Regions from separate parts of the Xenopus laevis genome. Here region 1 is linked to region 2. The links are chromatin contacts, called in public Hi-C maps. All regions are on one chromosome and are shown on one strand. The core of a region is the stretch at or near the end of the contact, and the rest is flanking DNA. Distances in the headings are between cores, read along the strand shown. Region 1 overlaps LOC108718775 (MAGUK p55 subfamily member 7). Region 2 holds the start of LOC108718775 (MAGUK p55 subfamily member 7).

Region 1 (4,281 bases), core at 1,186-3,685, 53 kb before region 2:
TTAGGCTTAGTGTTTAGTTCTCCTTTAAATTAAATTTTAGTATGTTATAGAATGGTAAATTCTAAGCAACTTTTCAACTGACTCTCATCTTTTTCTTTTCTATAGTTTTTGAATTATTTGCCTTCTTCTTCTGACTCTTCCCAGCTTTCTTTTTAAGTCTTTTAAAGCAGAGGGGAGCACTTATGTTAAAGTCATCAGTAATGTACAGATATGGTAGATGCTATTTTCAAAATTAAAAATTAATAAAAAAAATAAATTAAAACAAGTTATCAAATGGGGGTCACTGACCCCATTAATAAAAAAATGCTCTATAAGGCTATAAATGTTGCTACTGCTACTTTTTATTACTTATCTTTCTATTTGAATCCCCTGCTGTTCATATTCCAGTATCTTATTTCAATCAATGTGTGGTTGCTAGGGTAATTTGGTCCCATAGCAACCAGATTGCTGAAATTGCAAGCTGGAGAGCTGGTGAATAAAAAGCTAAATAACTCAAAAATCACAAATGATAAAAAATTAAATCCAATTGCAAACTGTCTCAGAACATAACTCTCTACATCATACTAAAAGTTAATTTAAGGTGAACAACAATGGGTTGGTGCAAAGCATCAGAATCCTAGGCCCCATTCTCTGATCACAACATGTACAATATGGTACACGTAATATGGTGGTACACAACTTCTTTAAGTAGCTATTGTCATGCATAACCAGGCAAGCTTGAGAAACCGCTAGTAGGGGCCCAAACTATTGCCACTTATTCCTTGACCTAATAAAGCACAATTTCCCATTGAAATGGGGTGCTGCAGTATTTATGTGGTTATAATTTAAGAAACCCCAGATACTAGGTTTGAATCCCAGTGAACTTCCTATGGCTCTAAACTCAGCAGGAATCACCCCATGGCAGAGGGACTGCAATTAAAAGAGATAGGCGGGCAGAGAGCAGATTTTAAGGGCATGGAATGGGGCACAAGGTGCAGTACAAGAGTGGGGTCATGGTGGTAATCAGTGTCAGACTGGAATGCCAGGGGCCACCAGAAAACCTTAGACCGTGGGCCCACTTTCTAAATCAGGGGTGTAACTACAGAGGAAGCAGACCCTGCGGTTGGAGGGGGCCACAGGAGGTATAGGGACCTCATAAGGGCCTTAAATAATAAGCAATTTCAACATATATTGGTAAAAAAAATATTGGTATATTGGTAAACAATGGACAACCTCTAGTTATGTTGGAGGCCCTAAAATTAATTTGGTTTCAGGCCCAGTAACATCTAGTTACAACACTGTTCCAAACTATTATTTCTCCTCTCCTCACTAAATGGTTAGAAGTAAGAGGGCCATTAACAACTGGGCCCACCGGGAGTTTTCCTGGTATCCCTGTGGGCCAGTCTGACACTGGTGGTAATGCCCAACAATCTCCTGAAAATCTATGCCCACATGATACCCAGCAATCCAAGCTTCAGATGAGCCAAAGACTCCATCATGTGTCCTGCCTGGGCTCATTGTGAACAATTTTAAAAATATTTACTCAGTATCATCTTTGATTTAGTTAATGGTGTCTACATTCAAGAGCACAGGTGGTTTGACATATATTTGTTTCTCTTGGAAGAGCCTTTTATCGGACAATGAATATGCAAGGTCATGGCTCAGAGTGAAGAACAGAAAGAAGTAAGAGCTGCTTCCCACAATGTCTTTTCCCCACTTCCATAAATGCTGCTCATTAGGAGAGCAGGGAAGCAGCAAAGGTATTAAAGCTGCCATCTGTCAGCAGAATCTTGGCCACCGTTCACTGAGCACAACATGTACAATATGTAAAGACACTGGAAGATTTCCACAAAGAAGAGCGAGCCATAAAGCCTCCAAGAGATCGATGGGCAACCATTACTATTTATTATTGAGAGCAGTTAGCAAGTGCACAAATGCTGAGAAAGAACAAGAGCTCAAGAGTTCAACAGGCAAAAACCTAAAACTAGTGATGTTTGTTATGAGAAGAGAGGGGTTGCTCTGTGGCTTTGTCATTGGCTCAGACTTTGCATCAGTTCTTTGTAACCCTGATGTAGGTTGTAATTTGTTTTAATAATAAAATATCAGTTTAGCAATCTGTATATTTCCTTAATGTGGGTATAGTTCATGAAGATGCCTCCAAGGTCAAGTGTCTAGATATTAAATCCACCAAATCTCAGCTCCCCACAGCACTGGTTTCATTTATACATAGTTCCAGAAATATCCTGGGCAGGAAACAAGTGTTAACCTCAATTTTTTTCCAAAATTGACCTTCCAGCTGAGTTTCAGCTATCTCTAATACAAAAATTAGACATTCTCCCCAAATCTCACACTAACTGGTCTTCATCCTCAACCCTTGCCACTGCTCCAAGTCCAACAGTTTGGGAACCACTGCCTTACAGTGTGGCTTAGCCCTGAACAATGACATTCTACCAAAAAGGGATCAAATGCTTTAAATTTCTGGTGGACCTGTAGCAATTGCATGGGCTGGCATTCAGGTAAGGAAATATCCACAAATGATCAGCATAAAATCCTTTATTACTATTAATAATGTGAGATATAATGTGATATTATTATTTAATGTGAGATCTAAATTACAGAGACTGTACTTCTGTCTTTTATTATGTTATAACTATACCATGTCCGAGCTGATGTGCTCCTATATAATTATGACCAAGACCTTGGGATGCGCGTCCAAGTCTCTGATGCACTTCTGTAATTTAATTTCTGTAATGTAACCTTCCCACTGTCCTTGAGGCTTTGCTTTAGATTTAGCACTCTGTAATCTGTAAACCTCACATTTCATATGGGTTTTATAAAATCTTGGATTTGTGCATTTCAAGCTTTATTCCTGTATATTACACATGATGCAGACAAAATACTACAGTGAAGTGCAATCAGAATGGAACCTCAGGAACGGATAAAGGGGAAGTACAGATTCATCAGCACACAATCGTTGCACCAACATAATTCTCTGAGATAGACCCTAATGAGATTGACACTACTTTGGTGTCATTAGGACTTGTTGAGGAAACTAGGCCAAACAATGTTGTTAATTGCTAAATTGTTATTTCCGTTTTATGGCAGGAGAGGGATTGCCCACTCCGTAAATTCTTTAGAAGACAATCTCCTATTATAGTATGGGCATGGGTTTGTTATTTCTTTGTCCCCAACATAAAGGGACAGTCTGTGTAAGCCTCTATTTGCATTGGATGTATAGTATTACAGCGTTTATATGGGCTTTGTTGTCATTTAGTGAAAGGAACCAACATATCCTGAAGTGCAAGCCAAGAATGCCTTTAGCTCTACAACAACTCCCAGCATTGAATGATAACTCAACATACAGACCTACTGTGTATACATATTTACATACATAGCTCCTTGTTGAAGCAATCATTTGAAAGACATGGATTTAGTAACACAATACATTTTATAAACACATTACATATATTCAGCTCAGTAACCAGACTTGCATTTCACCTGGTACCAAATTCATCTCCCAGTACAGGTATAGGCTGGTTATCCAGAATGCTCGAGACCTGGGTTTTTCCGAATAAGGAACGTTCTGGATAACGTGTTTCCAGATAACAGATCCCATACCTGTATTTTCCTAGTGGAAAGCAACTGTATGTGATCACCATGCTGATAAGTAATAATGTTTAAGGGAATAGCCTGGGCCAGTGTTTATACTTCATTATAAATACAATTCCAGAAATTACTTAACAGGTGACTTAGGAGTCACCCCTGTTTTTGTCAGTATCATAATAGCCAGTATGATTTCCTAATTTGTCATTGACAGGTACAACGCACAAATATAGTAAATATAATTATTCTTTCAGATTATTTAGATAAAGAAACAAGCTTTGTGGCTGATGAATAAACAGATATACAGGCACCGGATCTGTTATCTGGAAACTCGTTATGCAGAAAGTTCCTAATTAGGGTAAGGCCATAGAGTCCGTTTTAATGAAATAATTCAAGTTTTCAAAAAGTATCTCCTTTTTCTCTAATAATAAAACAGTAACTTGCACTTGATCCAAACTAAGATACAATTAATCCTAACTGGAGGCAAAACCTATTGGGTTTATTTAATGTTTAAATCATTTTTTGTAATAGACTTAAGCTATGGAGATCCAAATTACAGAAACATTCCTTATATGGAAAACCCCCAGTGCTGGCCATTCTGGATAACAAATTCCCCACCTTTACAGGTATGGGACCTATGTATTTTAGGTCAAGTGCCAAGTCGAACCTTGAGAATGGAACTCCTGCTCAACACCAGCC
Region 2 (4,507 bases), core at 494-2,993:
ATATAGGCAGCAGCAATACAGTATTATTCTAACTGCATGAGACCTCTCTAGTGTTATTACCCAAGCAATGCTGTAGCTATTATTATTATTATTATCAATATTATTATCAATAGGATATTGTGATAGGATATTTTAGAAGTGCTGAGAGTATTATTATCCATAGTGCATTAGAGCATTATAGCTCAGAGCATTAATATTACGCAGACTGTATAAAACCCTGTACAGATGCTACTATTACTATTATACATACAGTATGAGACATATACAGGCAACATCCTTAGCCAAACCGTTAAAGGCCTATATGAATGGTAGCATTATTATCCATTCTGTATTAGACACATACATTAGACGAGGCAAATTGTACAAGACAAAGCAGTGTTATTATATAGATTGTAAACACATACAATCAGATATGACGATCCAAACATTATGAGGCAAACATGGCTGATAGGATTGTTGTTTGTGTGTTGTATATACAGCAGATAATGATTACAGCTATGGGAACGGTTATTCAGAATGCTTGTGACCTGGGGTTTTCCAGATAATGGAACTTTTCTGTAATTCTGATCTTCATACGACTAAAAAAGAAAAATCAATTAAACATTAAATAAACCCGATAGGCTGATTTTGCTTCCAATAAGGATTAATTATATCCTAGTTGGGATCAAGTACAAGCTACTGTTTTATTATTACAGATAAAAAGGAAATCATTTTTGAAAATTTGGATTATTTGGATAAAATTAAATCTATGGGAGATGGCCTTCCCATTATTCGGACCTTTTCCTGATAACAGAACCCATGGCTATATAAACATTATGTAATCTAAACTATATAAAGCAAACTAAGGGAGTTCTTATCAAAACCTATAAGACATGTATAGTTGGTAGCATTACTATAACGTATACAAGTGATATCATTACTGTTGCCCATACTGTATGAGGAATGTACTGCTGATATAATAACTGTACTTTATTATTATTATAATCCCTACTGTACAAGTACTATATAGTTGAGAGCTAATGTAATATCCTGTAAATTGGAGGCTATATATAGTAAATGAAGTAAAGTATAAAGGATATTGTAAAACATCACTTATAACTGATGACATCACTAAGAACTGTTTAAAGGGATTTAATTTACAGGATCTTCATGGCTTTTGTTATATAGCACAGGCATGGGATCTGTTAAACATAAACCCATTATCGATAAATACTACAATGCCATTTTCTTAAAGCATGCTCTTCCCAATCATGGAATTCCCCCTTATCCGGAAGGCCAGGTAACAATGATTCCGGATAACAGATCCCATGGCTGTGCTATTCCTATGCAGCCTGTAGGGCTATTAACATGAATTATTGTCCATAACGAGCTGCCCCGTGCTGTCTGTAGTGTAGCAGCGATGCACAGAATGTATGAGCCATTACATTGAAATGAATGTGAAGCAGACACAGGGTTGAGATAAGGTAATCGATCCCTCACGCCTCTATACTCCCCGGGATACAGAGAACCTGACACTTTCACCCCTGCCCCTTTATAAGCCGCAACCTCGTTAACTCATCGGGAAGCCAGATTCCACCGAGCGCCGCCAATCCCCAGCCAGGAGCCCGCGACAGAACACAATCACAAACCGCAGCTCACACGGACACCAACACACACGCAGCGTCACTCCCTCTGTTCCGCCCACCTGTCGTGTCACCGCCAACAACAACACGCCCTTTACTCAAGGCCGCACCCTCTGTACTGCGCTACTCGCTGGTCTCCAAGGCCACGCCCACTCGCAACGTCACGGCGCCCTTGCCTATGTTCTCTGGTTACAGAACCATCTAAAGCTGAGTTGCAAGGTCTAGGTGTGTGGGAGCAGGTCAGGTTTCACCTGGTGCCCGGGTGATGATACCACGCCTCAATCGCGTAATATTGTGACGAAATAAACGTGTATTCGTAGTTCTGCGTCACACAATACCGGGAAATAAACAATTTCAAAGGGAAAGCACGACATTCAGTGATATCACATGAGTATAGATAATACAGTGAATAAAGTACCCCATCTTGTAAAATATTAGGATATTATAAGTTACCGAGGAGTTTCATGACCATATAAAACATGAGGCTGAAGGCTGAGTGTTTTTATACAGGTCATGGAACTCCGAGGTGACTTCTAATATCCTCATATTTTGCAACTGGTGAGACTTTATTTATTATAATACACAAGTTTTAGTGAGTCATGTGACAGAAATGACATCAGAACTATAACTGATGACATTAGATGACATTAGAACTCACCGTTTATAAGGATATCATTTACAAGATATTTATGGCTTTTGTGTATTATCAACCGGTACTGGTAATGTGGAGTGGTATTAAATAACATTTTAGCGTTTACCAGCGTTTATCCTATAGGGAAAAGTGGACCCCTATTAGCCTTGGTGCAAAACTGGGTACAACTAGGGTTGCCAGCTTTTCTGGAAAAAAATACAGCTCTTCCTATAATTTTGTGGTTTTTTTCCTATAAATAACGTTGGCATCAAGCAACATTTTTACCAGCCAGGCCAGTAAAATACCGGCCAGGTGGCAACCCTAGGTACAGCTCAATCCACGGCCCACAGATGATAAGATGTACAAGTACCTAAAACTAGAGGGGGGCGGGCTCTGGCGCAGGACGCGCAGCCAGATATCTGAGAGATATTTCACAACACTACAGCAAAATTCTAAGGGTATTTAAAGGGACTTCAGTACTGCGTTCATTGCCCGTTATTTAGTTCGTCTTTGTGAGTTCCTGGGTGCGTTCCTGTTATTGTCTTGTATCTGATTCTTGTTTTGACCCCTGCCTGCCTGACTAATCTGACTTCCGTGATCCTGACCCCTGCCTAGTAACCGACTATTCTGAAATCTGTATTCCGACCCGTGCCCCTCTGCTCGTCCAGAACCCTTAGCTTGTCTCCTCTCTTTATAACACCTGGTGGCATCCAATTAGGCGAGGGTTCCTCCCGAAGTGAAGCTGTTAAAGGCAGAAGCAAGAGCTGAGACCAGGGAGCCTAGCATTGGTTCTGGATTTTGGGTGCCGATAAGGACACTGATATGAGGCTAGATATATAGTCAGTTACCCAGCTGCCCCCAGTCATGTCACTTGTGCTCTGATAAACTTCAGTCACTCTTTACTGCTGTACTGCAAGTTGGGGTGATATCACCCCCCTCCTCCCCCCCCCCAGCAGCCTAACAACAGACCAATGGGAAGGTAACCAGATCTAAGAACAGCACTCAATAGTAAAAATCAAGGTCCCACTGCAACACATTCAGTTACATTAAGTAGGAGAAACAACAGCCTGCCAGATAGCAGTTCCATCCTAAAGTGCTGGCTCTTTCTGAAACCACGGGATCAGGCAAAATGACCTGAGATGGCACCTACACACCAATATTATAAATAAAAAAAAATACACTTGCTGGATCAGGAGTTCAATTTTATATTGTAGGTGAATTATTTTCAGTGTAAACAGCGTCATTTAGAAATAAAACTACACCATAAAAATCATGACAGAATCCCTTTAACAAAAATGTCACAAAGTTATCAAAAAGTATTTTGATATAGTTTTACTTTAAAATGACCCTTATAATGCTTAAACCACCAATGTGATTTTGAGGAAGAGAATGGTACAGGATGATAACATGTTCTTATTTTAGCTCTGTGTAGGTGACATAATTTCACATAAAAGTATTTCTGGTATCCCAGAGACTCATACCATATGTAGCTTTTACAGACTAGGCATTAGTAAAGTGATAACCTTCTGACATGAAAGGGGCAAGATTTAAAGCTTAGTCAGGAAGGGTACATAGAGGTTGTAATGCTGTCTAAAAACCAGGGGAGTTGAATTAACACTTATCCTTTCCTTTCAGAAAAAAAACTGCATTCTTGGAGTTATACATGGGCAGTAAATATTATTCTTCATTTTTTATAGCACTATAAATTGGTTTGAGTACTTTCACTTCTGAGGAAATGTATATACATTACTACAGAAGGATTATAAGTATAAAGAGGAGATATATTATAGATATTATACACTGACAGTCTCCAGATATAAACAACATTTTGTGGACTTCCTCTCTCAAAGCAGTTCAAATATCTTCCTCCCATTGGCTTGATTTTAACTTCTTGTCTTCTAATATAGAAAGGACAAAGCAAGATCTAGAAAAACATGCCAAAAGATGAAAAAATGTCATATAGCATTTGCCACTTTTTTTAAATACCACTCAGTACTAAGTCGATCCCCACCCAAAGAAATAAAATAAATGTAATAAACATGTAATTCTAAGCACTGTTTCGTTTTTATTTAAAGGAGAACTAAAGCCTTAAAATGCAAATGGATATAATTGCTGTTTCTTTTATCCTGAACTTTTTTGTACGGTTATTGGACTTGTTGTAGAATGCTGGGAACCTGGGGTTTTCCGGATAGGGGATCTTTCTTTAATTTGGATCTCCATACCTTAAGTCTAATTAAAAATAATTTAAATATGA

The links. Hi-C and Micro-C count contacts between places; a contact is called where the count stands out from the background.
Region 1: a Hi-C map of the XL177 cell line shows a contact between it and region 2, with 4 times the contacts expected there. The contact joins the enhancer-like site here to the promoter of LOC108718775 in region 2. A contact is called at or near these places in 2 of 4 Hi-C or Micro-C datasets (the XL177 cell line and animal cap).

The regions. Positions count from the first base shown.
Region 1 is chr6L:23,560,280-23,564,560 of Xenopus_laevis_v10.1, reverse strand. All of the region lies in intron 3 of LOC108718775 (MAGUK p55 subfamily member 7), which reads right to left. Among protein-coding and RNA genes, the nearest start is that of LOC108718775, 53 kb to the right of the region's middle. Within about 2 kb of position 2,435, at least 1 of the 7 cell types and tissues checked has an H3K27ac peak or open chromatin away from gene starts, as enhancers often do.
Region 2 is chr6L:23,506,662-23,511,168 of Xenopus_laevis_v10.1, reverse strand. It overlaps LOC108718775 (MAGUK p55 subfamily member 7), which reads right to left and starts at 1,743. Exons shown (of 22, transcript XM_041565833.1): 1 at 1,546-1,743.